3 separate regions of the Sus scrofa genome follow, and regions 1 and 3 are each linked to region 2. A link is a contact called in public Hi-C data. All regions are on one chromosome and are shown on one strand. The core of a region is the stretch at or near the end of the contact, and the rest is flanking DNA. Distances in the headings are between cores, read along the strand shown. Region 1 holds the start of EEF2 (elongation factor 2). Region 2 holds the start of MFSD12 (major facilitator superfamily domain-containing protein 12). Region 3 holds the start of ZBTB7A (zinc finger and BTB domain-containing protein 7A).

What was found. Hi-C and Micro-C count contacts between places; a contact is called where the count stands out from the background.
Region 1: a Hi-C map of liver shows a contact between it and region 2, with 2.7 times the contacts expected there. The contact joins the promoter of EEF2 here to the promoter of MFSD12 in region 2. A contact is called at or near these places in 1 of 47 Hi-C or Micro-C datasets (liver) and 1 of 2 datasets of contacts at active chromatin or transcription factors (alveolar macrophages).
Region 3: a contact with region 2 is called in a Hi-C map of skeletal muscle, with 4 times the contacts expected there. The contact joins the promoter of ZBTB7A here to the promoter of MFSD12 in region 2. A contact is called at or near these places in 1 of 47 Hi-C or Micro-C datasets (skeletal muscle) and 1 of 2 datasets of contacts at active chromatin or transcription factors (alveolar macrophages).

The regions. Positions count from the first base shown.
Region 1 is chr2:74,745,183-74,747,882 of Sscrofa11.1, reverse strand. EEF2 (elongation factor 2) reads right to left here and starts at 1,342. Exons shown (of 15, transcript XM_003354002.5): 1 at 1,192-1,342; 2 at 1-169. The coding sequence starts at 1,194.
Region 2 is chr2:75,097,100-75,099,799 of Sscrofa11.1, reverse strand. It overlaps MFSD12 (major facilitator superfamily domain-containing protein 12), which reads right to left and starts at 1,269. Exons shown (of 10, transcript XM_021084115.1): 1 at 1,121-1,269. The coding sequence starts at 1,244. It overlaps HMG20B (SWI/SNF-related matrix-associated actin-dependent regulator of chromatin subfamily E member 1-related), which reads left to right and starts at 1,234. Exons shown (of 10, transcript XM_021084120.1): 1 at 1,234-1,344; 2 at 1,611-1,666; 3 at 2,119-2,227. The coding sequence starts at 1,243.
Region 3 is chr2:74,676,845-74,679,544 of Sscrofa11.1, reverse strand. It overlaps ZBTB7A (zinc finger and BTB domain-containing protein 7A), which reads right to left and starts at 1,252. Exons shown (of 3, transcript XM_003354008.4): 1 at 833-1,252. It overlaps LOC110259362 (vegetative cell wall protein gp1-like), which reads right to left. Exons shown (of 2, transcript XM_021084088.1): 1 at 1,292-2,700; 2 at 903-994. The coding sequence starts at 2,178. The coding sequence ends at 922. It overlaps LOC110259661 (basic proline-rich protein-like), which reads left to right. Exons shown (of 4, transcript XM_021085143.1): 3 at 1-232; 4 at 339-408. The coding sequence ends at 408.

The sequences.
Region 1 (2,700 bases), core at 93-2,592, 350 kb after region 2:
CAGTGAAGCGGGTCTCCCCAGCCCGGGCGGAGGCGATGATACCAGCCTTGCACACCAATGAGTCCGTCAGAGTGGACTTGCCATGGTCCACGTGGGCAATGACGGACATGTTTCGGATATTAGCCTTCTTGTCCATGATGGCCCGGATCTGGTCTACTGTGAAGTTCACCTACGGGTGGGGGGAGGAGAGTCTCAGAGGTGCCCAGCTCTCAGGGAATGGGTTTTGGCACTAAGGCTTTGATCAATAGACACTGCTAGGCTAAGGTCAAAGGGGGTTGGTCCTGGAGCCACCCCAACTCCCACTCAAATCCCCCTCTTTGTTGACATTCTTTTAAAAATGCTTCTCACCACGTTCCCTGGTCCTCACAACTCAAGAATGACAGTCCAGAATGAAAACTGAGAAGTCCCAAAGTGCGACATCTTTCCTTTAAACTGAGTAAATACCGGGGTATCACGGAGACCATTTAAAGAATACTGGAGAGCTGAAGCTCCCCAAGTCACACTGTGTTGCCACTGTGTGTACCTCCAGGCTTCCCCCAACCAAAGAGCCTCTTAAACAACCAAGGTCACCCCTCGCTGCGGGGGTCAGGCAGAGCCACCCACGCCACCCTGGATTCCTTGAATGACACCCGCGGTCAGGTGGGGGGACCTGCGCAGTGCTAACCGGCGCGAGCCTCCACCGCGTGGCCCCGGAATCAGGTGTTCACAATTGGGAAATACAGTAAAGACAAGGGATCATGCCAAGGTTACAGAGCGTAAGATGGGGCGCTACCAAGGGTCTTACTCTCCTTTCCTTTTGCCATTTCCTTGCCGCCCACGACTTCCGACAGAAAATCGAACTCAAACTCCTGGCCCGCGGGTTACATAAGGCGGCTCCCCTCTCCCTGCTCGCACAGCGGCGCCCGCCATTACAGCGTCTGCCACATCATCATACCCCACCGCCCCGCCTCCGCCCCAGCCTCGGCAGGACCGGGGACCCCGCGGGGCGGCGGCGCCCCCGGAAGCGAAGTTCGGTGAGAAGTGCAGCGCGTAGACATGGCGGCAACCGCTTTCTCAGCCCCAGGCCCTCCAGCCCCGCAGCCGCCATGTCTACTCCCGGTCCCGGAGGCCACAGCACTCCAGGCTTGGCAGCGCCGGTCCTGCAGAGGCCCCGCCGCTGCTCCAGGCCGCCCTCTGGACAGCACTGCTCACCATGGTGACGGATGGCGGTGGATTCTACCGGGCAGATCCGAGTAAGGTTAGTCGCGCCGAGGATGGCGGCGACGACGGCGGAAGAGAACGCTGACGTCAACACCCGAGCTTTTATAGGCCGACGCCGGTTGGGCGGGTCATCTGATCGCGCTTCGGGGGCGGGGTGAAGCATCGCTGCGCGCAGGCGCACTGACGCCCTCCCCCCGGGTAACCCCTTAGGCGTCTGCAAGGCTGCTGGAAAGTAGGGGGTCTACATTCAGCACTTAAGATTTTCCCTGGGGCGTGTTTGGCCCCGAGGTGGGTGCACGCCTCAGGTATGCAATACTCCGGTGCAGAAAGGGAAGAGCTCAGCCTTAGCTGAGAATATTACTCCAATCCTAGCACGATATCAATTTGTAAAATGCCAAACATTTGTATTAAAACACATTACAATATGAACAGGGTCTGTGGAATGTGCCAAGGTTAATTTCCTGGATTTGATAGTGTGATGTAAATTGACAGTAATGGGGGAAGCTGGGGGAAAGGGTACTAGGGACCTCTCTGTACTATTTTTGCAACTACGTCTATAATTATTTCATTAAAATAAGATTTTTAAAAAGCAGGTAATTTTTTAAGCACTCATTTATTCCAAAGAGACGGGTTGAGCGTCTCCTATAACAGGCATGGCTGTAGGTGTTGCGGATATAACAGTGAACAAAATACCTACTGTCCCACCGCTGTAAGTGTTCTTACAGTAGATACTCGGATTTTCTGTTCGGTTTTCTTGTCTGTAAAATGGGAGTAATCTGTACTGCCTCACCGGGGAACAGTAAAACTACCGCCATACCTGACACAGTTCTCAATACACGTCAGCTCTTTTTAATTAACTATCATTACTATCAATGAGCACTTATTTCAGGAACTGGTTTGCTGTGTCGCGGGCACAGGGGCTGAACGCTTCTTCACATGCATAATCCCATTTTCTATTTCATTTTCCTTCCAGGGGGAGGCGCAGGAAGACTACTTTGCATTTGTGTCCTAATATGACCCTAAGAAACAATTGTATTTCAGATCTCTGACTGGATGGAATGAGCTGGCTTTCAATTCAGTATCTTTATCCTTGATAAAGAGCCCAACTCAATGCCTGGTACACAGTAGGCGCTCATAAGTATTTCTTGCACCAATTAGTGATATTAGCACAAATTAACCCACTTCTTTCCTTAAACTCATTCTGCCAAAAGAAGGGGGACTGAAGTGCTTTCCCTATGCTAGGAGAAGGGATGATGTACACATGTAAAAAGCCTTGCAAGCTCAGGTCTGGACTTAAGCCCCTCTCGGCGTTCCCGCTGTGGCGCAGTGCGGCCTCGTTAAGAATCCACCGTCAGGGCAGGTGTGGTTTAGGTCCGGAGCTCTGGCTGGGATTTGATTCCTGGTCCAGGAAGTTCCATATCCTCTGGGTGCGGCCATTACAAAAAAAGAAAAAAAAAAAATAAAGCCCCTCTCCCCACCAAGACTATGCGCATTTCGCTT
Region 2 (2,700 bases), core at 20-2,519:
CAATTGATGGATGGCATGGTAACTCCATGTTTTCTTTTGCTTTTTTTTTCCAGCTGCCAGATTGTTTTTCAAAGCAGCTGCTCTTGCTTGTTAGAAATTTACATGATTCATTCAATTGTTTATTCAATGACTATGTATTAGAGCACCTGTGGGCACTGTTCTGGGTGCTAGGAATACAGCAACGAGCAAACAGGCAGCTCATATGGAGAAAAGATAAGACTGGTGTATGGGGTGGGGTACAAGCCTTGGAAAATATCACTGAAAAGAGGGACATTTAATCTCGGGGAGGGACACTCCAGGTAGAAGGAAGAGCGAGTGCAAAAGTCCAGAGGAGGGAATGAATGAAACGGATGTACGTGAAGAACAACGAGGTCGCTGGTGTGGAGAAAGTGAGGGGAAAAGTGAAGGGAGGTGAGAGCAGGGAGGTGATCTGGACAGATTGTTTAGACTCTAATGAACCATCACGAACACCCAGTGGCCACAACTACCATTCTGGGCGCAGAGGCAACCCCGGTCCATGCTGTGAGAAGATCGGGCTGCTGCCTGGGGTTCCTCAAGATTCCGGGGCAGAGTCTCCTAGCCCTCCACCTTCATGAGGTCCTTGCAGCCTTCCTGTCCCCACCACCTTTCCCCAAATGCTTCCAGCCCAGCTCCCAGTCTCAACCTCGCAGCCTTCTGGTCCTGGACACTACAAAACCCCTATTGCATAAAAGGAAAAGCTGAGGCCCCTGCATCCAGAGGCCTCCGGCTCAGAGCAAGGCAGGACACGACCGCGGCTCCAAGTCCAGTCAATAAATGGGAAACTTCCCCGCCAGGTTTGCTAAGAACATATCCCACTTTGCCGTGGGGAAAGGAGCTGCTCCCAAAGATCAACCCCTTCCCTAGCAACCTGCCGCCAGCCCCATGGCAACTAGGGCCGAGCCCGACACAGCCCACTGGTCCCGGGATCCCGCAGGGGCGTGGAGTCTCCCCTTTACGTACGAAGGAAAAATTCTTGCCGCATCTACTGGCCCTTTAAGAGGCTCCGCCCCGGCGGTGCCTCAAAGCATCCTGATTGGTCCCGAGAGCGGGCCGAGCACAGCCGAACTTGACGCACCCGCCCGCAGCCTTTCCCACTAACCTCCCACGCGGCTCAGCGTCTGCCCCAGCCAATCACCAACGGGCGCGCCGACCTTCATCTGCATGGCCACGCCCCATGGGTAGGGCACACCCAATCCGACCGCTCGCCGAGCCTTTATTAGCATGCCGGGGGCGGGGTGGGGCGGAGCAGGCGGCAGGGGCGGGCTTGGAGCGGTTGGTTGGAGCGTCGCAGCAGCCGAGAGGTCCGGGAAAGTTTCTTTCGAGGTGAAAACAGCCGCAGAAGTCGGGGCCCTGCGAGAGAGCGGGGGGCGTGGGGGTCCCAGGATCAGGGCGGGGCCCCTCCCGAGCCGGGGGTTGCGGACCTGGGTCTCCTGGGGGGCGATCGTCCAACAAAGGATCCCTGGGGCGCCCGCCCTCGAGGGCCTCCCTGTCCCCGGATCCTGCCCCCCCCGGCATTCCGGGGCTCCACAGCCAGACCCCGCCGTCAGCTGCTCGAGAGACCCTCACTCGGCCACGATTGTGCTTTCCAGGTGCGGCCGGGAGCGGCCATGTCCCACGGCCCCAAGCAGCCCGGCGCGGCTGCCGCGTGAGTGCGACATCCCCTCCCCCAGCCCACTCTGGGCTACAGCCTGGGCGCCCCCCAGGTCGCGTAGGAGCTCTTCGACCCCTGCCCCCCACGGTCTTGACTCCCCCAACCTGGAGCAGGCCCTCCCCCTCGGGCCCTCACCAGCTTTTCCCAATTCCTGGGCTCTAGCCTTTAAGGGGTCCCCATCCTCGGATCCTGACCCCCTCAGACCTCTGTTTCCAGAATTCAGGCCCTTAGCTGCCAGTGATACCGTCGGAGGTGGGGGGTAGTGAGGATGATCCCTAGGTTCCAGACTCTCCCAGGTCCCTGTGGCTCCGGTAGTGCCCCTGCTGTCTCAGCCCCCCACCCCCAATCCTGATTACCTCAAACCCCTCTAAGGACTCAGCCCTCGAGCTGCCAGCTCCGCCTTCGGGTTTGGAGAGTGGGGTGACCCTGGCTTCCCGTGTCTCCAGGTCGGCGAGCGGTAAGACTCCAGGACAGCACGGGGGATTCGTGGTTGCTGTCAAGCAAGAGCGCATCGAGGGCCCGCGGGCAGGAGAGAAGGGGTCCCACGAGGAGGAGGTGAGTCCCTGCACTTTGGGGGCGGCGACCCTTAGCCTTGAAGCTCCGCCCCGAGTTCAATATGAATTCGCTGTGGCTCCGCCCACCGACCAGAGTTCCCTCAAGATGCTGAGACCCCGCCCAAGTGCCAAATACCACGCCACCAGAAGCTCCCCTGCCACTCTAAGCTCAGGCCCCGCCCATCGCCGAATGCCAGCTTCGCCCACTGCCAGAAGATCGCCTCCAGTACAGAAACCACGCCCACGCCCAGAGCCCACGCCCACACCACAAGCCTGCCGCATCCATGGGCTGATCCTCTGACCCCAGTCCCTTTGATCCCTTCACCCCTGGCCAGGGTTTTCCTCACCTCACTCTTCCAATCCTGAACTCTGTCCAGGCCATACCTCCAGGCCTCTGGGTCCCACCTCCTGGCTAGGACCCATCCAGGGCCATGCCCCTTCCTCTCTGGGCCCAGCCCCAGCCCTTCAGGCCCC
Region 3 (2,700 bases), core at 3-2,502, 420 kb after region 2:
CGGGGACCGCCACCGGCCCCCGGCAAGGGGAGCCCGGCTCCAGGCCCCGCCTCCGGGCCGGCAGGCCCCGCCTCCGGGCCGCGCCGCGCGATCAGCCCGCGCTCATTGGCTCGCTAGCCCGCCACTCACCGCCCCTCCTCCGCACCGCCCCTACCCGCGGGCCGCGGCGGGACGGCGGCGCGGCGCACCCTGGGACTTGTAGTCCGAGCAGCCTGCCACCTGCCAGCTGCAAGCGCGGGGGGACTACGACGCCCAGAGGCCCCAGCGGCCGCGCCCGCCCACCCGGACACCCCACCCCTTCCCCCTCCTTTGCAAAGCCCCCCTCCCTGTTTTTTCAGCCCCCTCCCCCCCATCCCCCATGGAGCTCAATCCTGGCCAACTCCAACGTATGCACGCAGCACCGAATAGGCCCCCGGGGGGCGAGAGCGCCCCCAGTACCCAGCTGCAAACTTAGCACGCGACGCGCCCCCCTATCTCCCCACGCCGGCTCCCCCCACCCTCAATGCAGCCCCGCTTCCCCTCCCCCTCTCCTCGCGCTCCTGGGAGCCCCGAAAAAACCATGCACCAGGGGGGTCGGGGGGGGGCGGCCGGCGCACAAGCCTATGCACTTCGCCCCTAATACCCCTTCCCTGGCGGCGCCCCCTCCCCGCGCTCGGGATCCAGGGCGCCTCCAGCCTCCCGGCAGCTGCCAGCCACCCCCTCCTCTGAAACTTGCGGAACGTCCCTGGCTCCCGGGATCGCCCCTTCTGGCGAGGGCAAAGGTGGGCGCAGAGACCCCAGCCCTTCCCCACCCTGCACCCCATGCTGGGGGCCGCGCCGTGCGCTGACTTACCTCGCGGGGCCGGGCCGGGCCGGGGCGCGCGGGGCCGGGGCCCGGAGTTGGGACTGGGCTCCTCGGCCGCTCGCCTCTGGGGTCCGCGTCTAGCTCTCCCCTCGCTGGCTCTCCCCTCTTCGCTCCCTCGCTCCGGCGGCGGCGTCACTGCCCCTACAGTAACTGTACAGTACAGCCAAAGCCCCGTATGATGCTCGCGACTCCCTTCCTGGTTTCTCCGAGGGCAAGAGGGGTCCTCCCTTGTCTTAAAGGTGCCGCAGCCGCCGGCCCCCCCCACGCCCAGCCCGCCCCCCCACCCCGGCCTCAGAGGCCAGAACAGGCTCGGCAGGTCCCCTCTTGCCACGTCTCTGCCCTCCCGTGGGGCTTCGCCCGCTGCGCCGGAGAAACCGGGCTGTTATTAGGTTTTGTCAAGTTGAGGGGGGGTCCAGCCCGCCCCCGGCGCGCCCCCCCTCTTCTGACCTCTCCGCCCCGCTGCGCGGCGCCGTGCCAGCCTGCCAGCTTATCTGTCCCCAGAGCTCCCCGGGGCGCGGGGGGAGCGGGCCCCCCGGGTGGAGGGGGTGGGGGACTCCAGATAAACAGGCCCCCAGCCTCCACGCAGAGGCGGGTGCGGGGGGGGGCGCGGGCTTTGCCCCCGACGCCTGGGGCGTGGCAGGATGGCAGCGGGGGCGGGGAGGGCTATGCGCACTGCGAGGACCGACGCGGGCGTGGGTCGCGGCTGCCCGGGCTGCTGGGGGTGGGTGGGGGGCGAGGGGTGGAGACTGCGGGCCGGACGCCGGCCCTCCCCGGGCCTCAGTTTGTCCAGCTGCGGAAGGGACCTGGGGGCGGGCTTTGGGTTGACGGCTCGGGTCCGCTGGGCTCCCGGGTCTGTAAATGAAACAGCCAACCTGCCCGCCTGCGATTATGTAAAGGAGTCGCCTCTGCCCGCTGCGCCAGGGGCGTAGCGGGGGAAGGGGTTGGCTAGGGGCGGGCTGGGCTGTTGTTTTCCCGGCTTTCCGAGTTCCCCCACCCAACTGCGGGCCACTGGGCGGGACGGAGACCCGGCACCGGACGCTTAGGTCCCGCGGTTCGTTCCCGCAAGGGTCTGCATGGCTTGGGAGGGGCGAAGGTGGGGAGTGGGGAGGCGTTGGCTCAGCCCAACTTTTTTTCCCTGTCCATTTCTCCCACTTCCTCCCCGGTCGTGGGAGAGGTCCGGCGGGGGACGGGGGAGGGGGAAGAGGGGACGAGCAGTGAGAACTGCCTGACCCGCCCCGGCCAACTGCCCGCTGCACACAGTAGGCGCTGGGGGAGGGCTCTCTGGTGCAATCAGCCCCCTGGGGATCTCTGAGCCTCAGTTTCCCTGTCTGCATTCCCTCGGTCGGAGAAGGCTGGCACCTGCTTCGGCGTCGTTTGCTGAGCGCTTCTCGAGTGGCTGGCTCTGTCCGGGGTCCTGTTTACCTCCATTCTAACATCTAATGCCATTATCATGATCATTATTTATTGTTATTATCATTTTTACCACCATTACCTTACAGGCAGGAAACTTCCACTGCCGTGGGTGAAATGTACCCCGTCTGTCCTTCTGTGACTTCAAAGCTTTCCTGCACTTCATTGCCTCTTCACACACGTATTAAAAGTGCCTTTCAACTCCCAAACGGGTTGGATTGGCTTTTGTAATAGTAATTTGGCTTCAAGGGGAAACCCGGGAGGCCCCCAGAAGGGAAGTGACAGCCCCAGGACTTGCAGCCTGAAACCAACCCCCCAGGGTAGATGGAAAAGGACTGAGGGAGGGGCCACTTGGGTCCAGAGTGAGGGCGGAACCCAGGGACTTTGCTCTAACGACCCTGCCTGGGATATAAGTCCTCTTCCTTCCTTAAACCACCCTGCCATCA